Regions from separate parts of the Mus musculus genome. Here region 2 is linked to region 1. The links are chromatin contacts, called in public HiChIP or PLAC-seq maps. All regions are on one chromosome and are shown on one strand. Each heading gives the region's core, a stretch centred on a gene start, on an enhancer-like site or on the middle of the called end of the contact. The rest is flanking DNA. Distances are from core to core; before and after follow the strand shown. Region 1 has its middle 14 kb from the start of Sub1. Region 2 overlaps Pdzd2 (PDZ domain containing 2).

Region 1 (4,576 bases), core at 237-2,736:
TCTAATAGAATCACAGAGGTAGTCAGTCCTTCATGCCTGGACTGCTGGCCTCCAAGCTTCTTGCTGTGTAAGAGCTAGCCATTTACTTGGCCCAGCCACTGTTTTGTGTTCTCTGTTAGGTAAACTCTATGCTCCATCATAATGTAAGGAGGTTACTCATTTCAATTTTTTAATTCCAGTTTGCTGGTGCATTGTGTATTTGGCCATCTTTAGATTTGAATGACCAGCAGGTAAGAGTGAGTGAGTACATTGGAGTTCGACAGCTCTGGTCTGTTAGTCAGGCATTCCATCAGACATAACCCAAGTTCTTTGTGGCTCTACAAAGAAGCTTGCCTCTTGTTGCTGTGACTTGCTTTCTGGAGTGTGTTGTCATTCATAGATGTGGGCTCTTATGTTCTTGTGGTTCTGTGCAGCATAGTCTTGATACTACAGTCTGACCCGTGCAACGGAGAAAACGGACCCACATTTCCAGTTAAGTTGGACCGTAAGAAGGGGATGATGTTTAAGGTAAGCATGATGGTAAACGCCTGTCATCACAGCACTTGGGAGGTGGAGGCAAGTGGACCACAAGTTTGAGGATGGCTTGGGCTTCATACTAAGACTCTGTTTCAAGAAACCAAAAGTATCATGGTGGTGGGTCATACCTGTGATCTCAGTTACTCAAGGAGCTGAGGCCAGAGGATCGCAAACTTGAGGTTTACCTGAGCTACAGGGAGAGTTCAAGTCTAGTCTGCGCCCTAGTAGATCCTGTCTCAATACAAACAAACAAACAAACGAACAAACAAACAAACAATGTGAGGAGGGCCACATATTTATCTCAATGATAAAACTTGTCTAACTTGTGAGAGGTTTCAGGTTCAGTTTCCAATGTCAAACCAACCAACCAGTCAGTCAACCAACCAACCTAATAACATTTAAACACAAAATCAACCAACTAACCAACCAACTAACTGATGGTTATTTGAACACAAAACCGCCTAAAAAATGCAGATTCATTTGATTTGATCTAGTTTTACGTGTGTGATTTTGAGCAAGGGGCTTTGTGAATCTGTCCCTTGTCTTAAACAAGGTCCTAAGGCTCTCTTAAGAAAGTCAGAGAATATCTACAAAGAATATCTCAGGACCAAGTCTGACACATAGTAAGTGACTCAAAAGGATGAGCTTTAAATATTATTATTATTATTTTTATTATTATTATTATTAATCCAGTACCTAGTACAGATTCCTGGCACACACTAACTACTTTTTAATCATTTTCTTGTCAAAAGATAGGACTATAACTCATATAGCGTTAAGTTCAACCTCTTAAACTGTATATGATTTGGAAGGCTTTAGCATGCTCTGATCACAGATCTGGCCCAGTTTTTATTTCCGGGGAAAGAAACTTCACACCCGCTAGCAGTCACTTTGCTTTCGTTTCCAAGCGGCTGGTATGGCACCTTTCTGAGTCAGTCAACCTCAGTAGCTACTGACTTGATCTTGCTGGGTTAAAGAATAAAAGTCCCTGTTTATTCAGCAACAACTGAGATGCTGCCAACACATACAGTGCTCACCTACTACTCGGTAACAAAAAGGACAAGGACAGCAACGCAGCCGCTGATAATGACTGTGCATCCACCCCTTCGTGGGCTCGCGGTGCCAGCGGGCCAGCACAGGAATGTCCTGCGCCTGCGGTTTGCCGTGTAAGAGAATCTGAAGATGGGGAAGGGAAGTGTAGCTGTGCCCTCCTCATCCTCACGCCGCCGCATCTCTTCCTCCCTGCTCCCAGTGGTGGCTGCTAATGGGTCCGAATGAGCAGAAACTGCACCAATGGTCAGGGGACTGCCTCGAAAGCTACCGGGTATTATTAACCTTTTGATTCCAGAAACTTTTCGTAGATAGCGTTATTTTGGTCACACACAAACAAGGGTGAGTCAAAGCGAAAACGGTCTACTTCTCCTTCTGAGCTAAGAGTGCCTGCTCTTCACACCTGCACAGGGTGTGCCATCCCGGATGGTGCCTGGCGGCTGAGTCACAGCTGAAGGAGGAAATGCATTTTTACCTATTGAAAGCAACACCCCCACCCCCACCCCGAGGGGATTCTTATATTTTCATTATGAACCTTCCCTTACGTTTCCTTAACAACCCTCTTCCTCTACATTCTGTTTTCTTTTCCTTCCAATTTCACATCTTTTAGTGTTTCTTAGGGTTTGTTTGTTTGTTGTTGTTTTTCGAGACAGGGTTTCTCTGTATAATAGCTCTGGCTGATTTGCCTGCCTCTGCCTCCCGAGCGCTGGGATTAAAGACGTGCGCCACCACGCCCGGCTTTTTTTTTTTTTTTTTTTTTTTTTTTTGTACGTGTATGCGTATGTGTGGATGCTTGAGTGTAGATGCCCGTGGAGGCTGGGGGACCGGATCAGATCTCCTGGATTGGAATTACAGCTGCTTAGTGTGATGTGCACGAGACAGGAGCTGGGAACTGAACTCAGAGACTTTGGAAAAGCAGGGAGTAAATACTGAACAATCTCTCCACCCCCTCCTATCTTCAAAACTGTGGAGTACACCGAGAGGTCTCTCCCCTGGCTCTCCCCTGCCTTCCTGTTGGTTCCTTGCATTGAACTCAGGTTGTCAGCCATTGTGGCAAGAGCTTTTAACACTGAGCTATCTCACTGGCCCTGGTTGAATGAAAGAATGAATGAATGAATGAACTATTTACTGTTTATTGAGTCCCAGTCTCACCAGGAATTTCATATACAGACCCTAGTTTATAGAGTCCTGCCCGGTTCTGTCCCTATCCATCTAGTGCTGGGACTAAGGGCAGGCACACATACCCAGCCCAATCTTCTGATTTTTAAATAATTTTAAAATTCTTAAATTAGCATACAGAATACTATATATCATTATGGCATTTTCAATCAAATTGTGTCTTACTAGATTCTCCTTACCCCTACCTTCCCCTATCTCCCTGCTACTCCCTCCCCCTTCCAGCCCCTTCTCCTATGTCCCATGTGTCCACCCCCCACCCCCTGCCCACCCGGTCTTGTTTCATAACCTAATCTTACTCTCTTGCTCTCCTTTCTAGCTTTAGATTTTACCCTAATCTACACACACAAACACACATATACACAGACACCACACCACACCACACTAAAGGCTAGATACTACATATGAGAGAGAGCATGTGGTTTTTGAATTTGAGTAATTTAATATAATAGAGGAATGTGGTTCCTCTTTCTCCACGTCCTTACCGGTATGCGTGGTCAGATTTTGTGATAATGGCCATTCTGATTGGAAGGAAGTGATGTCTCAAAGTAGTTTAACTTTTCTTTCTTGTTTTGTGTTATACTTTCTAAGTCTACCCATTTCCCTGTAATTTGCATTTTCTTTGTAACCAAGGAAAATTCCATGATGTATCTGTACCACATTTCCATCCTCTGTCCATCAGCTGGTGAGCACCAAGACTGGGTCCGTCTTCTTGCTACTTCAGGTAGAGTAGAAAGAGGCACAAATGTGCAAGTATCTGTCCGGTAAGACTATGGAGTCCTTGGATACATCCCAAGAGTTGTATAGGTGGATCATGTGGTAGTTTGTTGCGGCCATCCAGCGGCTCACATGGACGGGGTACACCTGTGTGGCAGGCTGGCGCTGAAAGAAAGGGAAACTAGGCGGATGAGAGAGAAATGGAGCCAAGACAATGTTCTGATCAAGGCTCAAATGTTTAATGGCAACTGTGCTTATAAAGGGGGGAGGGGAGGCCCATTCCCGCTAATTCATTCTTGGAGCCCAGGTGCAGGTGATGACATGCAGGATAGGGTGTAGTCTCTGGAATAGGCTCAGCGGCCTCCCAGCAGGTAGCAGTATCTTGAAGAGGAACAGCACACAGTGGCTGAACAATAGAGTGATCTAGGGAGGCTCCATTTTAGGTAATCTCCTTAGTGGCAGCAAAGTCGAGGTCTGGCTCAGCCTGCTTCAGGCTTGAGGGAGGTTACAGTAGTTCTATTTTTAATTTTTTTTTTTTGAGAAACCCAAATACTGATTTCCACAGCAGATAGACTATTTTGCACTCACGCCAGCAGTGGGTGAGGATTGCCCTGGTTCCTCTTTCTCCACGTCCTTACCGGTATGCGTGATCAGATTTTGTGATAATGGCCATTCTGATTGGAAGGAAGTGATGTCTCAAAGTAGTTTAACTTTTCTTTCTGCATCATCATCACTATCATCACCGTCACCAGATCTGCTGAGGAAATGACATCATGGAAAATAAACCAATTTAATCTTAACATGACTCTGCATGGTTTATGGTTTCAAGATGCTAATTGTTTATACCTATGGGGCCCGTTTCCTCGCTCTTGTTTTTTAAATAGCCCAGTTCTCTTTTGAGCCAGCAGTGGCGCTCTAGCCTGCCCTCTGCTCTCTTTCTAGTCTTTGAAGGTTTGCACTGCTGTTTATTGAGGAGGAGGAACAACGGTATTGGCTCCAGTTTCTTTCTTTGGACAGCAGCCGGTGATGTCCTTTCAGGGCAGTGAGACTTGACTTCGCTCTTGACGTTCAAGCAGGTGTAGCCAAGGAACAGGGATGTTCAGACACAGACTCACTG
Region 2 (5,243 bases), core at 292-2,791, 580 kb before region 1:
AAGAACCTCAAACCCTGCCAGCTCCTCAGACACAAGAGATGATAGTGACAGGACAGTGGTCCCCTTTATCCATGGACAGTCCCTTACCCTGTACTGATGGGCTATATTTATGGCAAAATTTAGTATGTATTAAATATAGCGAAAGGTTAGCCACCATAAGTAATATTTAAATAGGACGATCATAACAGATTACTGTAAGTTATGTGGATGTGCTTTCTCTCTCAAAATATCTCGCTGTCCTGAAGGTTTTTGACCTTTTTGACCACAAGTAATTGAAACCTTGGATTAGCAGTGAGCTATTTTACTGTGTAGCTTCAATGGTCTGGGTGCTGGCCACTTAAGTCAAAGACACATACAGGCATAGGGTCTTAAGTGCTCCAGCCACGATAGTGCCAATGTGTTCCTGGAGTATGAGGAGTCTGTACGATCCCAGAAGAAAATCTCACTGGGCAGATATAGGCCAGACATACTCAAGGTGACTGGCCAAATGGCACAGAGACACGCCATGCAATAAAGAGTAGCTGAGTATCAGCCCTAGCCAGCAGCAGCCTTCAATCCCCTCTGCCTCCAAATCATGTGTAAAAATAAATTTAGGGTTGGTACAATCTTAGACTGGTTACCCATGGCAACCTTGAGTTCTGTCTGGATTAAAGCAGATTTAGGCAGAGTGTCAAGAGGGTATGAGAAGGTGTTACTTGGAGAAATGACTGCAGGTGGTGATGTAGTAGGAGACAGAGAGAAAGGAAGATTCTCCAATTATAGCTTTATAATATGGTCCCTGGGGCCGCTTAGCACAGGGTCTTGTCTCCCTGCATGTGTGCCCAGAGGCACCTAGTACTCCATGCAAGACTATATATATAGTCTATAGGTGGTGACCTAGAGATATTAACGAAAGGTTAAATTTTACTCAGCATGCTCTCTAAGAAGATTTCCATTGCAGAAAGTTAAAAGGAAAACAAATTTCAGCATTTACAATTCAATTATCTGGAAAATTGGCCACGTGGAACAGCCCATTCCCCTAAGGATGTAGGCTGAAAGAAACAGCCCATGACCCACATGGTACCCAGCTCCATTCTTTTCAGCCTGCTGCCTTCTCGTGCAAGTTCTTTTCATGGCTTGGTTTCTGGAATCTCTTCCAGCTCATTCAAGTCCTACTTTCTGGTATCACGGAAGAAACTAAGACTCGGGGGAGTTCTTTCCTGAGGTCATCTATCTTCCCAGAGATCAAGTTTATGCCTTTGACTCAGAGTCAATAACTTTTTTTTTTCAAACCCATAAATAATAACAAATGGCATTGGATAGTTTTCTATATCCTGTAGTTTGTGATCAAAACAAATAGAAAGTTAAGTTTCTCTACATTTCATACAAAAGCAGGGGTCACACCCTAAAAACCTCCCGTCTCATAGGTGTAGCTTGTAGCAACTTGGTGACAAGAGTCATTGCTGCTGTTGGAAAGAAGCACGGAGCTTGCTTTCCCTAGATTTCTAAGTGCCACCAGGCCAAGGCAGTGGAGAATCTGAGAGCCGTCGTCTGCCATCTTGTGGTTGAAATCAAGCACTGTGAGAGAGTGTGCTGGAGCTGTCTGTCCCCCAGCTGGGTGTGCTTCACAGCTGTGCTCTTCAGGCTGAGGTCTCTGCTGAGTCGCCCCTCCTGAACCATACTGAGTCACCAAAATGTGCTGTTTCCCCAACTTTCATTCCTGCCCTTCCCCCCAGTTCCCACAGAAGACGAGACAGTGATTGCATGACCCACCCTGCTGGGCTCTTCAAGATGAATAAAGGAGTCCCCAGAGTCTTTAACGCCAGCTTCTAGTTTCTCTGTCCTGAAACTCACTCTGTAGACCAGGCTAGCCACAGACTCAGCCTGTCTCTGCTCTTGAATGCTGGGATTAAAGGTGTGCCACTACTGCCTAGACCAGAAATTTCTTTTAAGGTAAATCAGGTAACCAAGTCTCTAGCGTTATAGTGACTAATCGAGTGAGTTCTTAGAAAAAGCTGGCCGTGTCTGTAAACACTTATCAACAGGCATTTATTGAGTGACATTTCAGGGTCCACTGTTTTTGGCTTTTGAGACAGGCCCATGCTGATCACAAACTCACTATATAGCAGCAGAGGCTGACCTCTAACTTCAGACACTCTTGCTTCTGCCTCCTGAGTGCTGGAGTCACAGGCATGTACTGCCAGGCCTGCTCGATGTGATGCTGGGGCCTGAACCCAGGCTTTCATGCCTGCTTCATCCCCAGCCCTGGGTCCACTTGCTTTTGGGACGGAAGAGATGATATGAGATGGGAGACTTTCTCTGATACAGTGCTCTATCCTGTGATATGACACTTCGTCCAGACGCCCGTGATGCACTGCTCAATGCAGACACCCGTGATATGGCCCTCCATCCTGATGCCAGTAACACAACATTTCATCCAGCCATCCATGACACAGCGCTCTATCCAGACATCCATGACGCAGCGCTCCATCCAGACGCCTGTGACGCAGCGCACCATGCAGATGCCTGTGACGCAGCCCACCATGCAGACGCCTGTGACGCAGCGCACCATGCAGATGTGCTTCCTTTCCTTCCAACCACCTGCTTCGCTGATACCTGACTTGGAACTGAATGCCGGTGCGGCCATACACTCCCACCCAGGAAGAGGAAACCCCCAATGCCTCACTTCAGATACCCACTTCTAAACTGTTAGAAGTACTTCTAGGAATTGCTGTCACTAGGAAGCATAAGGAGGGAGGCATCTGGCGTGATTAAAGTACTACTGTCTGACTTCATACCCTCCCCCGTGGGCATTTCTGAGTCTTTTGCAGGAAGGCTGACTTCTGCTTCACCTTTCTTACTTGAGTATTGAACGCGTTTGAGCATTTCTGTTCTCTCATGTTTGGGTACTAAATGTCCCCAAGTGATTTTCAATTTTTCTTTCACAAGAGGGTCTTTGAAATCCAAGCTTTGGTGCCTGGATTACCTCTTACCCTCTCTTAGAGACTTCTGAAGGGAGGCAAGACACCTCACAGCCTGGCTTTCACAGAAATAGAAAGCCAAGGCTCTATCTTTCCTTGTTCACTTTGTGTAGCTTTGAGAAGGGCCAGTATTGTAAGGACCCATGTGTATACAATTTAAACTACAACCAGTCAGGCATGGTGGCACACACCTTTAATCCCAGAATTTGGGAGGCAGAAGTAGGTGAATCCCTGATTTTGAGAACAGCCTGGTCTACAGAGTGAGTTCCAGGACAGCTGATAGCCTCAAAAACAATTTGAGGCTGTATCCCAGTGGTAGCTCACTTTCCTGGCATTCATCAAGACCCCAGATCCAACTCCCTACCACTGTAAAAACAAATAAAATAAAACAAAACATATGTTATATAGTTACATGGATTTTGAATGTGATCTTCCTCCAAAGATTTTGACTATGCGAGTTTGACTTATGTTACTTAAATATTTAAAAAAACAAACAAACAAAAACCATGACTACTGGTGACTTTTTGGGTGGCCCTAATACTGTTGAAAATAATGGAGTGTGGGGAAGTGGGGTTCTCCAAGACTCAGATGAATAGTCAAGGCCTGCCGTGATGGCCTAATCCTCCATCTCCCCTAACAGGGGGATCGTGGTCTTTCCTTTGCATCATCTCCAGAACTTAAACTTTTTTCTCCCCCCCCCATCCCCCTTTGAGGAGGGGAAGGAGATGAAGGAGGCTGAGCTCTTTCCACGGCTTGGGTAACCGTTCAGTCAGCCCTTCCTTGAGCTGGGTATGAGGTTAGACAGGATGAAAGGAATCGATATTTATTAGAAAAGCCTTGGCCTTTGCCAACACAGGTGTCTACTCACAAAAGCTCTGAAAGGACAGCTGTGAGGGAGCAGATGGGAAAGAGATATCCCTAAAGACTCAACCCATATAAAACCAATCTCTGTCAAACCTGAGGGCGAGTCACGGCAGTCCAGATATGCACTCCTGAAAAGTCCTGCCTGATGCTTGAAGAATGATCAGAGATGGACCAGCCCAAGACAGACAAGATACCTTGAAGGAATAAACACACAAACAAGCAAACACTTAGTGTCTTTGGCGACCCTGTCCTTGTGAGCTCCCTTGAATGAATTCAAAGGTTAAAAAAGAGGATAGAGTTTACTGTAGGGCAAAGCTCATTCTCAAGGGATAATGTGGCTCTCCTGAGATACATTTCAAACAGGCTTTATATTATTAAATAACTTATTTATGTTTGAGAAAGGGTCTGGCTATGTAGTCCCTGCTGGTCTAGAACTCACGATTTAGGCAAGACTAGCCTTGAACTCACAGAGATCCACTTGCTGTTTTCCTCCCAAATGTTGGGATTGAAAGCAAACACCACCACAACTAGCCATTATTATTATTGTTCTTATTAATTTAATTTTATCATTCATACCAGATATTTTAAGCATATTCTCTCCCTACCCCATCTCCTCCTAGACTGTCACCAGCAGCTTTTCTGAGGGACTTTGTGCTGCTCAGGTTGCGACAGGCCTGTTTAGATTGTCTCTCGCAGAGGAAACAATAGCGTGGCATTATTCTTTATCAAAGGCCTCCTGCTTTATGATAGTTGTGTAAGGCTCAGGACTCCAGGAGCCCCAATAGATAGTTATCCATTAATGACCTCCTGGGCATGCAGGTCAGAATGTCCCTCCTCCTTCCAGGACCACAAAGAGGACTCTGCTCTCAATTCTTCTCAGGTCATTCAAGGCCTGCTGTTCTAGTCCTTTGTTTTACAAGCTGTGGACTCTCAGGGAGGGGTCCAGCCCCAATATCCTCCAAGACTTCTAGTATCTAACTATCTGTCTAACAGAGAGGTTCACCTGTGCATCAATCAAATTAATATGTGGAGGATGCATTATTTATTTATTTATTTTTTAAAAAGACAGACTTCACTATGTTACTCTGTCTAGCCTGAAACAATCTACAGACATAAACCTGAACTGGCAGAAATCCACCTGCCTCTGCTTCCAAGTGCTAGGATTAAAGGCATGCATCACATTGCCCTACAAGGATTTATTTTTAATTTGTATTTATGTATCTGTATGTATATGTGCTGTGTGTGTGCAGGTACCAGAAAGGCCAGAAGAGGGTGTTGCCCATGGAGCTGGAGTTGCAAGTGGTTGTAAGCTGCCTGGCATGGAGTCCTTGGCACCAAACTTGGGTTCTCTGGAAGTGTGGCAACTACTCTTAACCACTGAACCATCTCCCAGGGGAGCTTTATTTTTTATTTTTTTCA

Evidence for each region. HiChIP or PLAC-seq counts read pairs in DNA pulled down with a chosen protein or histone mark.
Region 2: a contact with region 1 is called in a BATF HiChIP or PLAC-seq map of CD8 T cells, with 5 read pairs. The contact joins two enhancer-like sites.

Annotation. Positions count from the first base shown.
Region 1 is chr15:12,007,826-12,012,401 of GRCm38.p6, reverse strand. No RefSeq gene overlaps it. Among named protein-coding and RNA genes, the nearest start is that of Sub1, 14 kb to the right of the region's middle. Within about 2 kb of position 1,486, at least 145 of the 459 cell types and tissues checked have an H3K27ac peak or open chromatin away from gene starts, as enhancers often do. A contact at or near this core is called in CD8 T cells, where this site is marked.
Region 2 is chr15:12,582,624-12,587,866 of GRCm38.p6, reverse strand. The region is part of intron 3 of Pdzd2 (PDZ domain containing 2); the gene reads left to right. Among named protein-coding and RNA genes, the nearest start is that of Gm41273, 66 kb to the left of the region's middle. Within about 2 kb of position 1,541, at least 22 of the 459 cell types and tissues checked have an H3K27ac peak or open chromatin away from gene starts, as enhancers often do. A contact at or near this core is called in CD8 T cells, where this site is marked.